Regions from separate parts of the Mus musculus genome. Here region 1 is linked to region 2. The links are chromatin contacts, called in public promoter capture Hi-C maps. All regions are on one chromosome and are shown on one strand. Each heading gives the region's core, a stretch centred on a gene start, on an enhancer-like site or on the middle of the called end of the contact. The rest is flanking DNA. Distances are from core to core; before and after follow the strand shown. Region 1 holds the start of Spcs2 (signal peptidase complex subunit 2 homolog (S. cerevisiae)). Region 2 holds the start of Gdpd5 (glycerophosphodiester phosphodiesterase domain containing 5).

Region 1 (5,249 bases), core at 991-3,490, 480 kb after region 2:
ACTTCAAAGCAGCATCCTCTACAGCTCTTCCTAAGACTGGGCTGGCATTTGTCTCAGCGAAATTCAGGGCTATAAGCACTCACTCTACGACTACACAGATCAGTATAGAGAAACCCTCACAGGAAACCGGAAACACCCAAATGGGCAGGACACAGAGACCAACAGGTGCACCAGACGCGGGAGGAACTCAGAGAGGGAACAATTCAAAGTTAGCAGAAAGGAGGTTTTTCCAGGAAAAAGGACCTTAAACAGCTCTGGACCATTTTCACTCTTCTGTCTTTCATTTCATGGTTGAATATGAGGTGGGGAGGTATGGTGGAAATGCCTATGATTGCACATTAGGCAGGCAGAGGCAGAAAGACCAACCTGGATTACACAGTAAGGCCCTGTATCAACAAAACAAAATGAAGACTCTTCCAAATGTCCCTCTGTGAGAACACTCTACCTTTCTGATATCCCAGTTGGAGAATCTTGTCATTCTGTTTTTATACAGATCTTAACATTACCAGTATTATATAATTTGATCTTTATAATGAGCCTATAATGAGAATACCTACAATGCTTATTGTGGTAAAGAAATACAAGTTCAGTAATGAGCAGTCATCCAGGGCTTTTTATGCTACACTAGAATTCAAACTTACCCTTCTAAGAAATCCTATATATTAGTGTATAGTATATACTATACACTATTATTGGGTCTAGTTCATTGAGCTATGTAAATAACCTTCCTCAAGTCACTTTATATAGTCTCTTTACATTCCACTCCTAAGTAACTTTCTCCAGTCTAACCCTACCTTTCACTAAGTTTACTTAAACCCTTCTAGTAAGCCTACTAAGAAATCTTAAGCACTATCATATTCTTTCCTCAAGAAAGACTTGAGGACCAGACAGATGGCTCAAGGCTTACAAGCCGAGTTTGGTCCCTGGATCCTGCACAAAGCCAGTTCCAGTCCAGGCCAGCTTAGCTACACAGCAAGACCCTGTCTCAAACTTGACTCTAAGGACCCTCCAAAAGACAAGGGGAACTGGGGACGTGGGTCAGTGGTGGAGTGCTGCCTACCATGTAGGAAGCTACACAAATGCGGGATGATCAGGCATCCATCTCTTAAGCCCTAGCCATCTGTTCCACACAGAGGAGTAATAGAGCATTTCGATTAAAATGTTTCAAGAAAAGTGGTTTACTATATGAAAGCACCATGCTTCACCCTCATCACATCAGCTGGGAAGGACAACCCTGGAAGGGGGCCAGAAGGTATGCTGGACTAAACCCCTCATTCTACAGAATAAGGAAGGCAATAAGGAGAACAGGCACATTTTAGGACACAGAGCTAGAGGCAAAACTAATGCCAGGCCCGTTTTTCAGGCAACTGTCTCTTGCAAGTTGCTGTGCAAGGGGCAAGATGGTCAATCCAGGAGCAGCGTTCCTCCCCTGACTCTTTCCTTTAAGCCCTTATGGACAAGGACGTGAAATTCTTTAGAAATTGTGTAGGCAGAGTGGAAAGCAGTCAGCTGGTACAGACAGAAAAGGCCACGCAGGGGAAGAGAAAGGCAGGGAACCCAAGAGGGACAAAGAATCTTAAGGCTTCCTATCAGACCAGCAAGGGAAGTCAACATACGAATATTTCATTATTTGACATATCATGAAAAAATTAAAAGAAACCAAAAAAAAAAAAAAAACCCTTAAAAACTTTAAAGGCCAAGGAACTCTTTGGGCTCTGTAGCAACACGCGAGGATGATGGTGGAAGGGTTTGGGGAATACTGACTTCGAGGAGATTCTTTCAATTTCTTTAGAAGTTCCATTTTCCACGTTGATGTTATGGGCATTTTCAAGAGTGGCCCTCCTAGCACAATAGAAACGTGATCATTATGGTGAAATATTGCCATAATTACGAGAAGCTGCGGTGGCGGTTAGGGACCAGCAGCACTTGCTTAAAGAGACGACTAAAGGGAAGGATTGTTTTCCAACGTGTAGAGAGGGCAAGTTACAAGTGTGCGTTCGTGTGCTACGGAGGAGCGCTCAAGGAGCCACAGAAAATAAGGGGGTGGGGATGGGAAGCTGGGCTCACCAGCTCCTGGGCATTCCCCGGGCTCTAGATTGTCCCCAGGACTAAGCTCCTCACCTTATCCAACAAACCACTGCGGCTGCTGCTTGTCCCGCAGCTGGGGCCGCCGCCAGCCCCACTACTGCCTCCGCCACCGCCGCTTCTCCCACCCTGCGACGCCGACGCTGCCATCTTGTCTCCCTCCGTGTCTCCCTCCCATACGACTTGTCCGAAGCCGATTGGCTGAAGCTGCTCATGTGATAGGCAGCGCAGAGCCCATCGGGATCCGTAGTCTGGTGTGCTGATGAGGGCTGAAAGAGGCCGCGGGGCTTGACGGGACTTGTAGTTAGAATCTGCCGTCGCCGGTTGCCGCCTCCGTTGCTAGCCACATCCTCGCGGTTACTAAGGAGTGGGTGGGGAAGGCTGTGGCAAGCGCCACCGTGGAGCGACTCCGAGATTCCCGTGAGGCTTGCAGGCGTGCACTCCGCCTGACAGGGACATCGCCTCCGCGGGCTCTTCGGAGGCGGAAACGACGCCGAAGGCAGGTGTGGCTGGAAACTTAATTTTGCTTGAATTATGAGTCTTTCCAGCCCCAGATGTTGTGTCCTAAGAAGGGAGGTAGAGCCTGCTCTTCACCCCTTTCTGTCCCTGAAGGTAGAATATCAGCTCGATTATTCTCTCCGAAGTAACCATAATCTCAGCTGTTAGTAATGTTTCCTGTAGAACTATCATTTATTGAGTGCCTACTGTGTGCTAGGCAGTGCCCTACATGCACTTACATCCACCCATTCTGTGTCTGTCTCAGGATAATGCTGTATAGACAAGAAAAGGAATTTTTCAGAAGCCAGAGAGCATAAGTCAGAACACACTTAAAACCAACTTTTTAGTTTTTTAAACTTAAAAGCATGTTTCCAGTTTGACAATGTGATTTTTATAAATATTGAGAGAAAAAAATATTGAGCACCAAAAAAACTTGACACTGAAACTAAGGCATATAAGGAAAATAGACCTGGGATATCTCATAGTAATATCACTTTATGCCATATTACATTGCATTATTTAGTTTTTATACCTACATATTTTCCATATGTGTACAGATGATCCGCCAGATACTGAATTCGCTAGACATTTTGTTTTGTTTTTCTGAGACAGGGTCTCACCATTAGGTCTAGCTGTCCTGAAACTCACTGTGTAGACAAATTGGCTTCAAACTCCCAGAGATCCACCTACCTCTGACTCCTTAGTGCTGGAACCAAAGGTGTATAATACCATGCCCAGCCTCTGAATCGCTTAGCATGTACTCAGTCCTGTTCTACACACTTAGAATATACCTCTGAATGAAAGAGACAAAATGTTCTTGGCAAGGCTATGTTCACATGATCACTAAAGAATAGCAGATTAGATTTCATCCTCGATTAAGCAATTCCTGGCCACTCCAGTTGTAAGGGTCCAAAAATCACTGAAAGAAGACCCCAGGCTCAGAGAGTATACAAAAACAAAGAGCATTTATTCTGCAGAAACACCAGCATGCAGGGGCCAACCATTCTTTGAAATGGTGACCCCAGATAAACGCATGCAGGCCTTCTTATAGAGAACTGAGGGAACTCTCTAGAAGGATTAGGTGATCTAAAATTTCATTGGTAGGTGCTGGGGGTGGGGGTGGGGGGGGTCATAGGTGATCAGAAGTCTACATTCCCATGTCATGAGCATTCAATCGTGTGATGAAATAGGGCTGACCAGTGCAAATGGCCCATTCTGAGATCAGATATTTTCCTATTTTTGTGGTTATCTCCAGGCTGTTCTTTGGGAGAGGGTTTTCTGATCTTGTTCTGGATTTTATGGTCTGTTCCTAGAGCTGGTGCCTTATGACCTACTTTCTGGGACTTATGGTCTATTCCTGAAGCTGGTGTCTTATGGCTTTTTGGAAATCAAGCCTGGTCCTCAAAATGGAGACAAATGGGTGGGAAGTCCTTAAATGGGGACACATGGGGTTTCTATTGTCCTTTCACAGTTGTGTGTCTCATAACTTTTGGTTGTTACCACTCATCCCTCTTGTCACTTCTCTGTTTTTTTAGCACCCAGGTCTACTGGTACCCGCTCTGTGAACCTCCCTTGGTCCTTGCTTCTGCCTTCCTTGCAGACAAAGCAAAGTACGCCTGCAGCATTTTGCTTATGCATCTGTTTAGTTGAGGTAGCATTTATCAAGTGTCATCCTTCTGTAGGCCATGTCCTGTTTGAGATGCTGGAGATGAAGAGGTTACTGGAACCTAGGCTTGCCCTTGGAAGGCCTCAGCCCGGGGTGGGTGTAGTGGGGAACCGTCAGAAAAGCAGATCACTCTGATACATTGTAATCGAGTACCTCCATTAAGAAATAGGCCTGAAGGCTAGAGAGATGGCTCAGCAGTTAAGAAGGAGCACTTGGTATTTCTGCACAGGATTCCAGTTCAGTTCCTAGCATGCATTTGAAGGCTCACAACCATCTATAATTCCAGTTCCAAGTGATCCAGTGCCCTCTGTTATCGCCTGTGGGCATTGGGTGCACATGCACACATGTAGGCAAAACACATTAAATAAATTTTTTAAAAAAATGAAGAAGCTATCAAGAAATGAAGTGGGCCTGAGACGGTAGCAGAGGGTCAATCTGGGAACAGGGAGGTACAGGAAAAGAAACTGCCTGAATCACGATAAAGGCACAGGAAGGGAGTGTGCTGATGGCTGCCAATCAGGAGCATCAGTGCCTGTGTGGGGGTCCCATGTGGGGGTGATGCAGGCACACAGTTGTAGGAAAGAGACAAATAGACCAAAGATGCTGTGTGTTGGAGCTAGGAGGTACCAAAGTCAGCTTGACGTTAGCTTTCAAGTTTGAGAAAGGGTCCAGCGGTAGCTGAAGTTAACCCTTAAATCTGGACCTTGAACTTTCATTTTCTACCCTGAAGATAAGTTCATTCTCCTGCTGGGCGACATTCTAGAAAAATGTAACTAGGAGCTATGTCCCCTTCTGGGCCCTTTAGTTGCGTACCCATACCTTCCCATCTGTTATTATTCCTCATGCTGAGTTGGGATTCCTGTAATTATTTACGTCCTGGGTCATGCCTGAGATGGATTTATCCTTTGTGTTAAATGTATAGAGTTTATTTTTTCCCAGACTGGGTCTTCCCTTTCAGCTTTGACTTTTCTGCTTGGGCTCTGCAGAGATGTATTTCACT
Region 2 (4,667 bases), core at 375-2,874:
CTTGCCACTCCCCTAGGCGCTGTGTTTTAAGGACACTTGTTTCCCTACAGAACTCCATCATGTTGACAGTGTGCTGAAAACTTCTCACAGCCCTCTGCTAATGGAATCCAAACTCCAAGCTCCTCCTAGTTTGATCTCATCAGCATCCAGCTGGGCTGTGGGCTCAGGAGGATCTTAAGAGATCTTTGGTCCTTTGGATAAGTCTGAACTCCCTTCTACCTGCCTCGCTGGAATCTCCCACTTTGACTTTTGCTCTACTGCTGCCAGGATTTCTCAGGAGCACGGTCAACTCCTACTAACCTTGCTAGCTTTTTTTGACCTCAGTTTGCCTGTAACCTGCTCAGGGAAGCCTCTGCTAACCAATACGAGGCAGAGATCTCTGGAGGTGTCCTTTGTAAGTGCTGTTGTTTCTGTCAGGAAAGCCATTCCTTTGGTCTTCTAAGCCCATGTGGTTCCTCACTCATTCGACTGTCAAGTTGCAGTGTCTTGAGTTTCTTTAAGGTGGTATTATTATGTCTTGTGAGACAGGCTCACACTGGCTTCCATTCACTGTGTAGTCAAGGATGACCTTGGCATCGCCTTAGGAGGCTAAAGCCATCTTCCAGAGCCAGTCTAGTCCAGGAATGTCACAGAGTTGGTGGATAGAATCCTATACCAGCAACAGCAATCTGGAAAACACCATGCGCCCCCTACAGTCTTGGTCCACAGCAGTGACAAAGGGGTTTCACGCAGAAAATTGATTTGAGGCTTGCAGATGAACCTGGGCTGGGCTGCCTCATCCTAGGGCTCCCCAAGCCAATTAGTGACTTAAGCCCTGCCCACGCGCACTCGCAACACTCATTCATATATCAAACCCTTCACTCCTGTTCGGTGCCTCACACAGGACGCTGGATACTTCAAAGACAGGGAGGGGTGGGGAAGGTGCACAGCCGACAGAAGTCACGATTCGAAGTGAGCTGTCCTCACACACCTCCGCTCATATTTTTGAAACTGATAACGACGTTCCTCCCTGAGCCGCAGAACTCTGGGAAAGGGGAAGTGTGGGAAACAGATCTGCTTTTTATTTTTACAAACTTTTTTGCATCGCTTCCTAAAATCAGAGCCTTGCACTGCTCCCAAATGCTACTCAGTGCAAGGAGCCCTAGCAGCGGGGAGGAGCAAGAGGCTGGCTGTATCACGCTACGCCCCAGGTTCCGCCATCCAGGGACATCCCAGTCCTAACCTCGCCTCCTCCATGCTTCGCCCTTTCCCACTGCTGGCCTCGTGCTCAGTCACAGTCAACCCAGGCCCCCGAGCCCACCATCTTGATCTCCAGGCGGCTGGCTCGCTTGCTACGCGCAGCTTTCATTGTCCTTCTCCAGCGGCACCAGACCACGCTCAGCAGAGTTCCACCCCTCTTCCACTCTCCCATTGGCTCTTGCTGCCCAACTGCGCCGGGGACCGGCCTAGCAGTGTCTCTCACGCCCCGCCTTTGCTCCCGGCCCGGCCAGGGGCGGGGTTTCTGTTGGTCCCACCCTTTAGGGGAGGGGCCAAGCTCGCAGGCGCTCCGGAGCTGTCTCGGCAGGGCTCGGCTCGGCTCGGCTCGGCTCGGCTCGGTTTGCAGCTCGGGTGGGGGTGGGCGGCTAGGGTGACAGCGGCAGTAGCAGAGGCTGCGGCGCGAGGCTGAGCAAGCGGTGAGCGGGGAGCCGGTAAGAGGAGGAAGTGGAGCGGCGGCCCGGAGCTCTGGAGTCCGCTGCCGGCACAGGTCCGCCCAGATTTGCAGAGTGAGCGGCGTCGGGACCTGGGCAGACTTCTTCGCCTTGCTCCGGCCGCTGGCGCTCCGCCTGCCCTGCCCTGCCCTGCCCTGCTTGTCCGAGCCCCGCATTCCGCGCCTGGACTTTCCTAGCCCCGTGGTCTGGAGCTGCTGGGACGTTCGAGCCCCGGCCTTGATCCGGAGTTCCGAGACGGGACGTTCTCGGCCCCATCATACTGACCCATCTCTGCTGGAGTGTCCTCCGCCCCCTGGTCGGCGCAAGGTGGCCCCAGCTCTGGGACTTGAGTGTAGAGGAGCCGGGACGCCCACCGGCCTCCAGCTCCTGGAGAACCAAATCTTCAGCTGCCTTGGACCGAACTGCTCCGGACTTGAAACTGTACTGGCACCGCCCGGGTCCAGCGCACCGTGAGGGGTCCCAAGCAGGCAGAACAGTCGGACCGAACCCCTGGGCGAGTCGAAGCTGCCACCTTTCTCCGCCCTAGGTTAAGGATCTTGGGGTGCTTGCTCCCAGGGGAACACAGGGGCTTCTCCTGCCACAGTCTCCAGCGAGCGGAGGTTGCAGGTGAGAGCCCCGGATGCGCGGCGGGAGCAGTCCCGGGAGCCTTAGAGGCAGGGCCCGGGTCAGCGGAGGGCGTGGAGGGGACACGGGCAGAGAGTGAACTGTTTAGGAGAGGGCGCGCGAAAGATAGTAGAGAGAAGCCCGCACTTATTGAGTGCCCATTGTGTGCAGGTCCGAGCCCCGCCCTTGCACAAGTCGTTCCTTATCCAAAGCTCATAGCAACCCCGAGATAAAAGCTATTGTGTATTGTTATGGGCGCAGACAGTTGGGGAAACTGAGGCGTGGCAGGGTTGAGGTCCTCTGCCTTCCATGTTGAGGATTAGACTGGGGAGAAGGGAGAAGATAAAGAGAGAAAGAGCAAAGAGGGAGGGGAGAAGAAAAGAAGTGGATAGCCTGCATGCACGTGAGAGCTTGGCAGGGTGGGGGCCTCTGGGGCATCGAAATCCAGGCACTGGTCCTGAAGCCGAAGAGGTCCTTCTTACCAGCCACTCTTGGGTCATGGGCATGCCACCTCCCAGGAAAGGTGAACCTGCGTTGAAGGCAGGGCTTCCCTGTTCCAAAAGATCTCTTCCCGGGGTCCGGGCTGGAGGGACAACCTGCTTCCCATAGTTAATGTCCCCAAGTTACTGAAGTACTCTTTATCTGTTAAAGGACTCACCATATTGGTCCCCAAGACACAGCCATGTGGAAGCTGGAGCTGTGGTCCCTCAGAACTCAGCCACCTTCCTTTGGCATTATTAATGAGGACACTGAAGACTTGTGGGGGGCACAGTGACCCCAGGTCCTAAAGCCAGTGAGTGGTTGAGAGAGAAGTAGACCTGAAAGATTTCCAAACATCCATCAAGGGGTCTGCTCCCCTTCCTAGTTCACACCTTTTCGGTCTGTGGCTAGGGTTTCCCCAGCCCCAATATGCAGTTGAGGTAAGCGTGTATGAGACTGCAGAGAGTGTGTGTGGTTGGAACTGGGGCTCAAAGAAGCCTGACTCCAGTCTCTATGTGCAAAATGGCCCAGGGCAGACCTTCTCCAGGTCTTAAGGTTAGGGCTGCCGGATCTGGGGACACACAGTCCAGGTGCTTGATTCCCAGGCAGAAGTTCCTCCTGCTCGCTGCCCTGGGATCTTTGTAGGAGAGGGTATTGTGAAAGAGCATTTGGCACGGACTCTGTGGGCTCTTGTTCTGGGTGGGGCTGGGGTGGCATATGGCCTTGGTCTGGGCACTATGGCCCTGGCTGGAACTGGTTAACCTTTGTTGGGCTGGACTCCCTGGAGTGTGGGGAAATTACCTTGGAAAGCCCCTGGGAGATGGAGCAGGGTCTTAAAGACGAGAAGCCTGTTCCTGGGGTTGGAGGGGTTCGAGCAGCCTAGAAGGTGTCTAAGGGGCTTGGGATTCCCCCTCCCCCACCTCTGCCTGAGGATTCAGATCTCATAATAATCCTTGCATCTAAACAGAGCTCCCTTTTTGATGAACTAATTTCACACCTGTGATCTCATTTCACTGCGTGCTGGAAAGAGCTGGGAACCTCCGGTGAGGCAGAGCAGGAGACTAGGGGAAGCCTCCTTCTGAAGTCTCACCTGCAAGATGGGGGTCAGAGCACGGTGCTACCTACTCGGAAAGAGAGGGTCCCACAGGCAAACTGTTGAGTGCTAAGGAGTTGTGGAGCTTGTCCAATATGGGCTTGCTATTTTAGGCTATCTTGTGTGGGAAGCTGAGGCTCAGAGAGGTGAAATCTTTGACTCAGGCCTGCTGAGTTTGCTTCAGGGACTATTTAAGTGTCAACTGTGAAGTGTTGTAGAAGTGATGCAGGTGGGCTAAGCGGCAGACTGGAGCCTAAGTGGCCAGTGGTCAGTGCTGTGTGGTAAAGAAGCTACTCGGCCTCCGGGGTCACGGGCAGCCATGTTACCCTCTGAGCCCTCTGCTTTTCTAGGAGAGTGGAATGGCTCTCCCACCAAGATTAACTGAGCTAAAGATACACAGTGCCTGGCTACCATCCAGTTCCTTCCCTACGGAGAAAGGAAACTGGAGTTTTGACCAGGAAGTCTGGGAAATCCTCAAACTTGTTTGAGGTTAGAACACACACAGGTGGCAGTCACAGGCTGAGAGACTTCAACAGCTTTGTCCATCTCGGTTCCTGGGCAGATAAGGCTCCCTGTGCTTCCTCTCCTAGTTACAAAGCCTTCTCTAATCTACTTGGAGACACTGGGAAGGGGCCCTGGATTCTAACAGTCCTCACACCCACTGTGGCTTCCTGTGGGGCAGGAGCTGGTGTCCATTCCCTGTGGCCCATTGTCTGGCCTCCCTCAGCACAGGGTACAGTGAATAATTTATCATTCCCCTCGCTGGGAGGCAGGCTAGGGAA

The links. Capture Hi-C pulls out chosen DNA fragments and counts their contacts.
Region 1: a promoter capture Hi-C map of liver shows a contact between it and region 2, with 2.3 times the contacts expected there. The contact joins the promoter of Spcs2 here to the promoter of Gdpd5 in region 2. A contact is called at or near these places in 1 of 39 promoter capture datasets (pre-B cells), 2 of 484 Hi-C or Micro-C datasets (CD4 T cells and muscle stem cells), 3 of 115 datasets of contacts at active chromatin or transcription factors (bone marrow-derived macrophages, embryonic stem cells and memory CD8 T cells) and 2 of 9 other capture datasets (adipose tissue and liver).

What each region holds. Positions count from the first base shown.
Region 1 is chr7:99,856,643-99,861,891 of GRCm38.p6, forward strand. Spcs2 (signal peptidase complex subunit 2 homolog (S. cerevisiae)) reads right to left here and starts at 2,241. Exons shown (of 5, transcript NM_025668.3): 1 at 2,122-2,241. The coding sequence starts at 2,235. It overlaps Xrra1 (X-ray radiation resistance associated 1), which reads left to right and starts at 2,576. Exons shown (of 19, transcript NM_001164258.1): 1 at 2,576-2,588.
Region 2 is chr7:99,379,894-99,384,560 of GRCm38.p6, forward strand. It overlaps Gdpd5 (glycerophosphodiester phosphodiesterase domain containing 5), which reads left to right and starts at 1,625. Exons shown (of 18, transcript NM_201352.3): 1 at 1,625-2,315.